Linked DNA regions of Anser cygnoides: region 2 is linked to region 1. The links are chromatin contacts, called in public Hi-C maps. All regions are on one chromosome and are shown on one strand. Each heading gives the region's core, a stretch centred on a gene start, on an enhancer-like site or on the middle of the called end of the contact. The rest is flanking DNA. Distances are from core to core; before and after follow the strand shown.

The links. Hi-C and Micro-C count contacts between places; a contact is called where the count stands out from the background.
Region 2: a Hi-C map of granulosa cells shows a contact between it and region 1, with 2.2 times the contacts expected there. The contact joins the enhancer-like site here to the promoter of CSK in region 1. A contact is called at or near these places in 5 of 7 Hi-C or Micro-C datasets (fetal liver, granulosa cells and liver).

The regions. Positions count from the first base shown.
Region 1 is chr11:12,927,772-12,932,933 of Taihu_goose_T2T_genome, forward strand. It overlaps CSK (C-terminal Src kinase), which reads right to left and starts at 2,448. Exons shown (of 13, transcript XM_067003785.1): 1 at 2,201-2,448.
Region 2 is chr11:12,961,992-12,967,153 of Taihu_goose_T2T_genome, forward strand. The region is part of intron 4 of EDC3 (enhancer of mRNA decapping 3); the gene reads left to right. Among named protein-coding and RNA genes, the nearest start is that of EDC3, 16 kb to the left of the region's middle. Within about 2 kb of position 2,605, at least 1 of the 3 cell types and tissues checked has open chromatin away from gene starts, as enhancers often do.

The sequences.
Region 1 (5,162 bases), core at 1,198-3,697:
CTCGCCGTCTTCCTCCCAAGGGTCCTTTTTAAGCAGCAGGTTCGTTTTTTATCAGCACCCAATTCCTGCTTCAAAGCCAAGGCTGAAGACTTCGTGACATGCACATGCCCTGAGCGAGGAGCTATGGGGCCGCTGCCAGCTGGATCCAAAATGCCCCGATGCCTCCGCTGGGATGGCGAGCAGCTCCACGTCGGAGCAGAGCTCCTCAGGAACCAGACTTTGCAGCCGGCAGCCTCCTCGCGCTGCTGTCTGTTGGAGAAGTCGAGCCTCTTTTCGGGGCGTCATGATGCAAACGGCTCCCGGGGTGCTGGGCTTTGCTCCTCGTTTTTGGGGGATTTGGGGAGCTTGGTTGCCCCATCCCAGACCCAGGCACAGCGAGCTGCCCCCTGCCCTGGGCTCGAGCATCTTCTGCGCTGCTTGGCACAAAAAGCTCGGTCTGGGGTTCTTCAGCACCCTGATAATCCAGCGGGCTCTCGGCGGTGGCACAAGGCAGGGAAACCTCTGTCCTCACCAAGCACCAGCACTTCTCCTCTCCTTGGGGATGAAGAAGGCTCCTTGCCTGCTAGGTGTCCCCGCAGGAGCCACACGGGGCTGAAGCCGCTGCCCCTCCGAGGATCCAACCGCTGCTCCGGCAGCAGGGCGATGCAAAAAGGTGAAAAACGAGGAAAAAAACCTCCCAGCTGGGGCTTTGCGCTAGGAGAGCCGGTCGCCTCCGCGCGCGATGCTCCTGCCCGCAGCGCTGGAGGAAGCTGCCTTTCCCACAGCCCCGTGACCTCCCGGAGGAGCTGCCGCCGCCCTGTCCCTGCGCTGTGGGGCCGGGACGAGGCCCTTTGGCTGAAAGCTGGAGCGTGGATGTTGAAGGAAGCGTCGCTCGCACGGGGAAGACTTCCCCGCGCATCCACCCTGCTCGGCAAAATCCCTCCAGCCTCCAGCAGAACGCCTCCCCGCGCTCGACCCGAGCCTCTTTAAACTTCAAAAAAAAACCAGCAGCCCAAAAACAGACAACATCCTCACTCTCTCCAAGAGATCTTATCGACTGTTATTACAAGTAACACCTACGATTACCATAATCGAAAGAAAAACGTTCCTCCTTTATCTCATCAGCGACTTGGCTGCGCTCTTGCAGACGGTTTCGCTGCTCCAACTGCCTGGGCACCGAGCGGCGGGCCCCGAGAGAGGAAAGGGGGTGTTGTTCCTTTTCTATTTGCTTTTTTTAAAAGAGAAGAAAAAAAATGAGAGAGAGAGAGACACGGTGTTGCTGTCAAACCACAAAAGGCGCCTGGGGGATAGTCAGGGGCAGGTGGAGGCCCTGTGAGCGCTTGAGATGCTGCTCCGAGCCTCCGTGGCGCAGCACGGCGGGGGTTTTCCTGGTCTTTTTCTCCTGCAAAATTGGAGTGGTGTCACCGGACCCGATCGTCCCAGAAATTTCTGATGCTTGGTGGTGGTGGGGGACAGATGGATGGACGGCACGGGATGGCGTCCCGCGGGGTTTATCGCGACGCCGCTCGCTGTCGCGAAGCTTCTTGCTGCATCGCTGCCATCCCTTCGCTGCCCGAGCCTCCACTCCCCGTCCTCAAACTCTGTCCGTGGCGGGGTGGGATCCCCAGGGACCTCCTCCATCCGCAGAGCCTTTGGGATGCTCTCTGGGATCCACGCCCGCGGGTGCCTGCGCGGCTCCGGAGGGGACGAAGCGAGGCCGGTGCCGTCCGAGCAGAGGCCGGCAGCCTCCTCCGCCTCCCCAGACGGAGCTGCAGCCCCGCTGCTCTCGACGAGCCTCGCGGGCGCCGTGCGGGGCCGTCGATAGCCCGCCACCGCCTCGCCGACCCTTCACACCTGCGCCGCGACGCCCGGCGCCCCGCGACGCCCAGCGCCCCCCACGGCTGCCGAGCGGCTCCCCAACACCCCGCCAGCGGAGGCTCGGCCTCCTGCCTCCCCCCGGCCTCCGCACGGCTTGCGGCCCCCGGCAGCCCCTCTCGGCTCCCCCGGGGGCCAGCCCGCAGCCCCCCCCCGGCCCCCTGGGGACCTCCGGACCCTCCCCGGGCTCCCCGCGCCCAGCGGAGGCTGCCACCCGCCGCCGCCTCCGGTGATGCTCGGCTCGCCGGGGGGGGGTCCCATTGTGCCGAGGCCACCCCCAGCCCCGCTCCCGCCCCCGGGGGGGGCTCCCCCGCTTCCTCCCGCCCCCCCCCCCGCCGGTACTCACCTCCCCGCGGAGGCCCCGAGGGAGGGGTCGAGGCCGGGCAGGGGGCCGAGGCCGGGCAGGGGCTCAGCCCGCCGCCGGGTACTCCATGCGGCGCCGCCGGGGGCCTCCGGGCTCGGGGGGGGGCGGAAGGGGCGGAGGAAGGCGAGCGGCAGCCCGGCGGCTCCCGGCCCCGCCGAGCCGGGGCCGCGGCGGGGAGGACGGAGGCGGGGAGGCGGGGAGGCTCGGCCCGGTCTGGGGGCTCGGGGGGGGGCGCCGAGGGGACGGGGAGCGGGGCCTGGGGGCGCGGGGGGGTCCGGCCCGCTCCGGCCGGGGCCTGGCTGGGAGGAAGCGGCGGCCGGAATCGGGGAGCCCGGAGCACAGCGCCTGCGCCGCGCCCGGGGCCGGCCTCCGCCGCCGAGGCCCCGCCGCGCCACCTGCCGGGCACCGGCACCGCCGCCCGGCCTCCGCCGGCACCGGGCCGGGGCTGCGGGAGGGGGGCTGCGGCTGGGCGCCGCCTTCGGGCGCTTCCTGCAACGCCTCTGGTCTCCTTGCATCGCCTTCGGTCCCTTCCTGCGTTGCTTCTGGTCCCTGCTTACCTCGCCTTTCATTCCCTCCTGCATCAGCCGGTTTCCCTTCTCACACCGCCTTCGGTCCCTTCCTACACCGCCTTCACCCCTTCTTACACTGCCTTCTTTCCCTTCTTCATTGCCTTCATTCCCTTCACCCTTACTCCCTTTATCACCCTCATTCCCTTCTTCGTCACTGTTATTCCCTTCTTACATCGCCTTCATCCCCTTCTTCATCACCCTCATTCCCTTCTTACATCTCCTTTGCTCCCTTCTTACACTGCCTTTCATCCCTTTTCCCTTCACCTTCTCTCCCTTCTTACATCGCCTTTGGCCTCTTCTTCATCACCATTGGTCCCTTCTCACATTCTTTACTCCCTGCTTATGCCACCTTTGGTCCCTTCTTCATCACCTTTGGCCCCTTCATCGCCTTGGCTCCCTTCTTGCATCATCTTCACTCTTCCATACATCATCTTTGCTCCTCCATACATCGTCCCCCTGTGCTCTGCTCTGGTGAGGCCGCACCTCGAGTGCTGGGTTCAGCTTTGGGCCCCTCACTACCAGAAGGACATGGAGGTGCTCGAGAGAGTCCAGAGCTCCTGGACTCTGTGGCTCCTTCTCACAGATAACCGACATTAAGACCATAGGGGATGGCTGGATGCGTGTACACGTGGGGGATGAGAGCAGCCCCGCAGAAAAAGGTTTGGGGGTTCTGCTCGGTGTCAGGCTGGATCTCAGTCAGCGGTGTGCCCTGGCTGCCAAACGCCCAGCCGTGCCCTGGGGCTGCAACAGGACCCGAGGGAACGGCACGGAGCTGTGGCAGGGCAGCATTCTGAAAGAAAACGAACCAAATTAAAAAAAAAATCAAAGAAAATGGGCCGATTCGCAAGAAAAGAGATGCTTGTCACTTCCTGCCCTGTGCGGCGAGGCGCCGTGGCCATGTAGGGCCAAGCAGGAAGCCAGGGCACAGCGCTCGCAGCCCCCCGGGACCCCCCCACATCCCGGGGCTCGTGTCCTCACTGGGGTGGGCACCGGGCTCTGGTGGTCACCGAGGGGGCAGGAGGGGATGGGGGGGACACGCTGGCTCTGGGGACATGGTGCTGGCAGCTCTGCCTGCAGACCAAGAATGATGCCATCGTGCCGTGGGGGATTGCCGTGGATTTCCCTGCGCCGAGCACATTGTCCCCAGCGATGCTGAGCGGGTGCAGGACGGGTCCTGCTCGCCTGCATCACTTTTTCGCCACTGGTTCCTGCCCAGCCACCGAGCAGAGCGGTGCTGGGAGGAAATGAAAGCGGCTCGTGTGTCTGCCTGCACCAGAAATGCAGCCGCGGATGCAGGCACAGACCCGTGTGGGATCCTCTGCACCCTGCCCAGGGCAGAAGTGCTGCAAGAAGAGCGAGCAACTCACCTACAGACTGAAAAAAGACACCAAATCCCCAAAGGAAAGCGAGCCCGGCTGGTCCTGCAGCACCCAGAGCTCCAGGGGCGGTGGGGATGTGGGATCCAGACCCTGCCGGGTTCCCCCTCCCCAAATGAGCATCCCCCCAAAAAAAACCCCAGCGCAGGAGCCCGGCCTTTCGGGGAGGCAAGCCGCCCCGTGCGCACGCAGCGCTGGTGTGGCAGGCGCCACACGAGGGCGTTCACGTCCCAAAGCCAGCGCAGAGGGGACAGGAGCGCTCCGGGAGGGGACGAAAATGCTTCAGGAGCGCCCAAGCGATTTGGGATCCCGCACCGCCCTGCCTGGTGCTGCGCCCTGCTGGCATTCAGCCCTGGCCCTCGGGGGGCTTCTCCCCCATTGCTGGCCCCCAAATCCCTCTTTGGGATTTTGCCCTCATTTCAAAGCCTCCCCTCGTTCCCAGGAGGGTGTTAATTAAACAAGAAAGGGTTGGGGACGCTGCCCTCAGACCCCGCTCTGGTTTTGGGGACCGGCGGCGTCCCCGTCCCCCACCTTTCTCCCCTCCTTTCCTCCCCCCGTGGCTGGGGGCTTTGCTGTGGGGTTCCCCCCGTGTCAGATTTGGGGTGCAGGGAAGGGGAGGAGAGGCAGGATGGGGGACAATCCCCACAGCCCCCCTGTCTCGGGCAGATTTGTGACATCAGGGGACTGCCGGCAGTCTCGGGGACAGGCAGCCAAAGGGAGGTGTCACAAAGGTGGGTGACACCTGGGGAATATGCTTAATCCCCCAGCCAGGTTTCAGCACCCTCTCCAGCTACTCAGAAGCTGTGGTTTTATTCCCCTTTGGCAGAAATTTGCAAGTTAGGCCATTTTTTACAGGCACCCAGGAGCTAATCCCCGTGGGGAGGTGGTTGCTGCTAACAGCTCTCCTGGGTATGAGCAAACAGCTGAGGGAAAGAAGGAGCCAGCGGCAGGAAGACTGGAAATAGGTTGGAAATATGGGATGGGCTTTTAACAAGGAGG
Region 2 (5,162 bases), core at 1,355-3,854, 34 kb after region 1:
TGGGGGGTGCTGAGGCCCCCAGGTGGGGTTCTGGATTTGTTTGGAGGAAAAGCCATCACGTTGCACGAGGGGCATTGCCAACCGCTGTTCCCTGCCGCCTGTGCTGAGCAGGGCACGGTCCCAGTCCTGCGAGCGGTGCGAGAAGGGTCCCACGGCTGCATGTCTCGAGGTGTTGTTCCCACAGAGGGCGACTTCCTTTGTGTCAGCGGAGGAAGTTTACTTCTGCTTCGGAAATGCTAACGGCCGTCTAGCAAAAGCTCTTGTAAACAGCTGTAGCTTGCCTGCTGCTGACAGCCTTCGGCCGAGCGCCCTTTGTAGCCAGAAGGACAGAGGGATAGTCAGTGTGCTTGGGCAGCGATGGGCTGTCACTTGGAAAGCCCAGACCTCTTTGTTTAGCAGCTGGAAGGAGGGTGCTGGGCTACAGGCAGGCTGCCTCTCTCAGCGGCTCGGAGAGCAGCAGCTGCTGAAATTAGCTGAGAGTGCCAATCGCCCTGAATGCCGTTATTTTGGATACATCTGTCACAGGATTTCTTCTTATTATTCTGAATTCTCTTTGTGGAGTTGTTTTTAGACTCCTGTAGGGATCTCTGCAAAAACAAAACACAACAAAAAACACATTTCCTAGCTATAGGGGAAATAAGTACTTTATATTTCTTCCCTAGGCCAGTCTTGAAGATGAGTGTCTTAAAAGAGCTCTGGCTGACAGACTAATCGTTCTGTCTGCTGTAATCACACAGAGTGATGCTGCTTGGTGGTTGACAGCGAGCTAATATCCAGCTCTCGTCACCGTGGGAGAGGAGAAAGGTCTGTGGGATCCTCGCATGCTCTTTTATGCTGTGTTTCCATGGAGCTCGGAAATAACCAGAGCCGTGCAGCAGGAAAACCAGCAAAGTGCTGGTGCCCGTCCTCCAAAAGCCTAATCTGCAGGGCTCCCAGCCTGCGTGGTGGCTGCCGGCTGAAAGAAGCCGAGCCGTGTGGGATGTAAGCAAAGCTTGACAGGCACTTGAGTCCCTCAAGATGCTGTTCTGAGAGCTAATTTTGTGGTGCCAGGCAGTCAAGTGTGTGTGCTAGTATGTGTTCGGAAGTAGAACAGTAAGTCGTTAGGTCTTCTGAGGCTTTTGGCTCAAACTCAGCACTGAAGGTTGGATGAAAGCGGCTTGGGTTCGTGTTTCTTTGGGTCCCTTTGCGATTTTTCTTTCTTAACCACACACAGGTTAACACGGTTATCCCTGACAGCCTGCAGTTCAGCTGTCCTCAGCAAACAAGAACTTGGGAAAGGTAGTTTTTCTTCCCTCCTTTGGTTGCTGTCTGTTCACAATGTTTTGTGCCTGAAATGATCCTGGAAATGCTGAGGGCTGCTTGGTCCTTCAGTGGATCCCCTCTTCGCAGGCCGTGTGCCATCCTCTGTGGCCTGAAACCTCTGTCTGGCCGAGACAAAGCATGGTCAAACTGGAGTCTGAACACAGAGCAAGAGGGCAGCTTTCCTTGCTGCCGCCTGCTTTCCTGGCGAGGGAAGGGTGAGTTGTGCAGGGGGAATGGCAACAATGGGCACGAGAGGGCCGATGTGGATTCCTGATTCAGCACACCCCCAGCTTCAGCAGCGTGCTGTAGGCTACCTCGGTGTTCCCACGGTGCGAAAGGCTTTGGGGTTTGCCCTGCTGACTCGAGAAGGTGATGCTGGGACGGACAGAAAGAGGGGAAGCAGTGCTGGCTGTCTGCCCGGAGGTCTGGAGCCACAGGGAAAGGATTACGGTGGAGAGAATGGGAGTAGAGGTGGGGATCTGCTCCGAACGTAAATGACAGCTGGAAGCTGAGAGCTTGGCAGTTTTCTGGTCGTGACCGACTCGTGCCCGTTCCTGGGGGCTCCACGTGTGACTGGCTCCCCGGTATTTCACTGCTCTGTCCTCTCTGGGGCTGGGGCCTGTTATCTGTCTCCCTGTTTACCATTATGCCACGTTGAAAAGGGGAAGTGCAACTGTTTAACAAAAGTCTGCCTCCCTGGCAAGGCCAGTTGGTGATGCTTTTATGAGGTGTGAGCTGTCTCTTCTGCTCCTGGAGCTGTCTAGCTAGAGAGCTGAACCGTGGGCTGGCAGGGGCCTCTGTCCTGCTGCTGGCTGCCCGCCCTGACACTAGCCGTGGGGTCAGGTCTTCCAGCAGTAGCCACAGAGCCAACGTTCTGTGGGTGTGTTGGAGCTCAGAGGAGTTCCTGGCAGGATGGAGCGTCTCGGTTCGCCATCGGTGACTGTGTAATCTCAGGCATATTGGGCTCTCCAAACTTTCCTTTTGCACTTTCTCTCTTCTTCCCTCTTAACTGTGTTTAATCACCGCTAGCACACGCCACGTGCGTGCTGTGGGCTCCAGCTCGCGGTGATTAAACTGAATCAACATCTCCCTCGTCTCCCATCAAACTGGGCTGAACTCCTCACACCCCGCAAGACCCCATCTTCCTGCTTTCGCACAGGTGCATGCAGTGGGCTTGTACCTGAAGCCTGGCTTTGCGAGCAGTGGATGTTGCTGAAACAGCACCTTCAGGGGCATGCCGGGATGAGTAGAGGATGGCCGTGTGCCAGGTGGAGGAGGTATTCGTTTCTTTCCCTGCAGTGCTGGCGAGGCTTTGTCCGGAGCAGGCTTTCTTCTAGCTAACGCTGGTGGTGTGGAATGTGAGCTGTTGCCATCGCAGTGCCTCTTCTGGAAAGTAAGCGGGATTTGTTTCCAGCTCAGCTGCAAGAGAAACTTGAGCTATCAGTTTGTCAAGTTCAAGCTCAAATATCAGGCCAAAAGTTGATATTTGTTTCTCTGTGCTTTCCCTAACCACGCTTCAAGCCTGTCCTTCAAGAAACTCCTTTTCCACACAGTAAGGAGACGGAGGAGGAAAATGCGTGCGTCGGGGCAGATCGGTGCAGCGGGGCCGGGCTCCGGAGCTGAGGCTGGTTCTGTCCTGTGACAGAGGCAGCGTGGCTTTTCTAGTGCCACGTCCTTTCTCTTAGCTTTTAGCTCTTCAGGCTGTGGATGGATCGTGGATGTGTGTAGTGTTTCGGGATGTCTGAGTAGGGTGCAGGTGAAGTTAACTTCATCCAACCGCAGGACAAAGCAAAGCAGTTGTGGGGCGAAGCTTCTGCTCAGCCCAAGCGGATTGTGCATTGATGCTGGGAGAGGTTACGTTGGGATGGCAGCCAAAACTTCCACAGAATTTGTCTTAAGTAAAGATAATGACGATTTAAAAAAATCAGTCTAGCCCTTAAGGTTGTGGGGGAAATGATTCCCGTTTGGAATAATGTGTGGGGCAAGTAACTGTTTTCCTGAGTCCGCAGACAGGTGGCTCCAGCCCCGCAGCCAGCATGGGGCAGCAAACAAACCAGGAATATCCCGTCTGCCCCAAGCGCACACGGGCTGTACCCACCTCGTGTCACTGCTGCTTAGTCCTGCTGGCACGGGGGTGGTTTTCCTCCAGCTGGTGTGCGCGTAGCGTGGCATGGGGGAGCCTGAGGAGGTAACTTGTTCGTGCTCAGGGCAGAGTGTGCCCCGTAAGCCGAGTGCACTTCGTGTTCAATCGGGCCTCAGCAATACCCTGCGTGTCACAAAACTGTTTAGTCTTTATCTTTCTTCCAGGCAGCTGTAAAATACATTTATTTAATATTAAAAGGCCTGGGCTAATTTATTTTATTACCTTCATTACCAAACAATAAAGATGCACTGTCCAACCCAAACATAATTAAAGTTGGCAGGAGTTCAGTTCTGTTGCAGCCGTGTTATTGTTTGTGGGTTTACACGTCGCCTCCTTGATTGCTTTCTGCCCGAGTTTATTTAACTCCCTCGGCCGGGCTCTGATAAGCCAGTCTGACTGGTCGGCCCTTGCGTGAGTGCAGAGAAGGGAAGTTCTCTTGGCATTGGAGCCTGCTCCTGAGAGGGAGCAATTAGGACAAAGTGTAGCACAAGCTAAATGCTAAATACAAGTCCATCCCGCGCCAGTAAGCCCCTTTGCATTAACCCACTGGGCACCGGGTTTCCTCCGGCTGGTGGGAGCTGTGAAACCTCGTGGTGCCAGGGGAGGGATGTAGGGAGGGGTGCGAGTGGCTGGAGAGGAGGAGCTGGAGATGGTCGCGCTGCACCAGGTAGGGAAGGATCGAAAGCTGGCTCCTCCGCCTCCTCGCACAAAGCTTGAGCGGGGAATTGGAAGGCTCCCCTCTGGGGGTCCCTCGCTTCGTGTCAGCAGAGGATGTGCCTCGCCAAGCTCCCGGGCGACACCCTGACCTCGGGTGGCTCGTTCCGAGCCCTCCCTCCGGCTTGACGAGCACGGCCCGGGGAAGGAGCAAAAATGTGAATGGGAACGAGCCCGAGCTGAGCCTTGCGTGACTCCGGAGGCTAAGAGGGCGTGTGAACGGCGGGCAGGTGCGTGACTGGTGTGACAGGCTTAGGATTATTAGTGGCTTATGACTCCAAACGTTCGGCGGCTGCTATCAGGAGTCTGAAATGACTTTGATAATGTGTATGCTTGCATGTGTGCTGCGTGTAATAAAAGATTATTAGCAGAGGTAGCTTAATCGGCTGTTAGCATGCAAGGTCAAGTGTTTGAACACGTTTGGTCCCTCCGTGGCTGCAGGGCCCTCGGCTGGTGAGCTCAGAGACGAAAGCCGGAGGGATTCAGCGGAGCAGCTAGGCGGGATCTACTGTTATCTCGCAGGGATACCCGCGACGTGGCTGCCACACGCTCCGAAAACCTCAGGATGCACAGAACCCGCCGTTGCTGCGGCAGCTCCGCTTAGTGGTTTGTGACCAGCACCCCGAGGAAACGTGGCAGTACAAATGAGAATCCTTTGCAATTAAAAATGCGCGTTGCCTTTCTCATTTGAATGTGGCAATTGCTTGTTACCACTGGTTCTCATGCTCTCTTTCTGCAAAGGAGCCCGAGCCTGCGAGTAACTGTTAGGTTTCCTCTCAGCGGATGTGCGCGCTGTGGCTGTTCCCCTTTGAACTCGTATCGCTGCAGAGCATTTTCACTGGGCCTTTATTATTGCTGTGACTCCGCTCAGCTCTTCTCTCTGAAACGTGAGCAAGGAAGTCTTGCAAAGAATTTCCAGCAAAGCGAGGCTGAAACAGCTTTCTGCCTTCGCTTTTGTAAACAACCTGCACCGTAACGCAGTCCAGGGCACCGAAAATGCCAG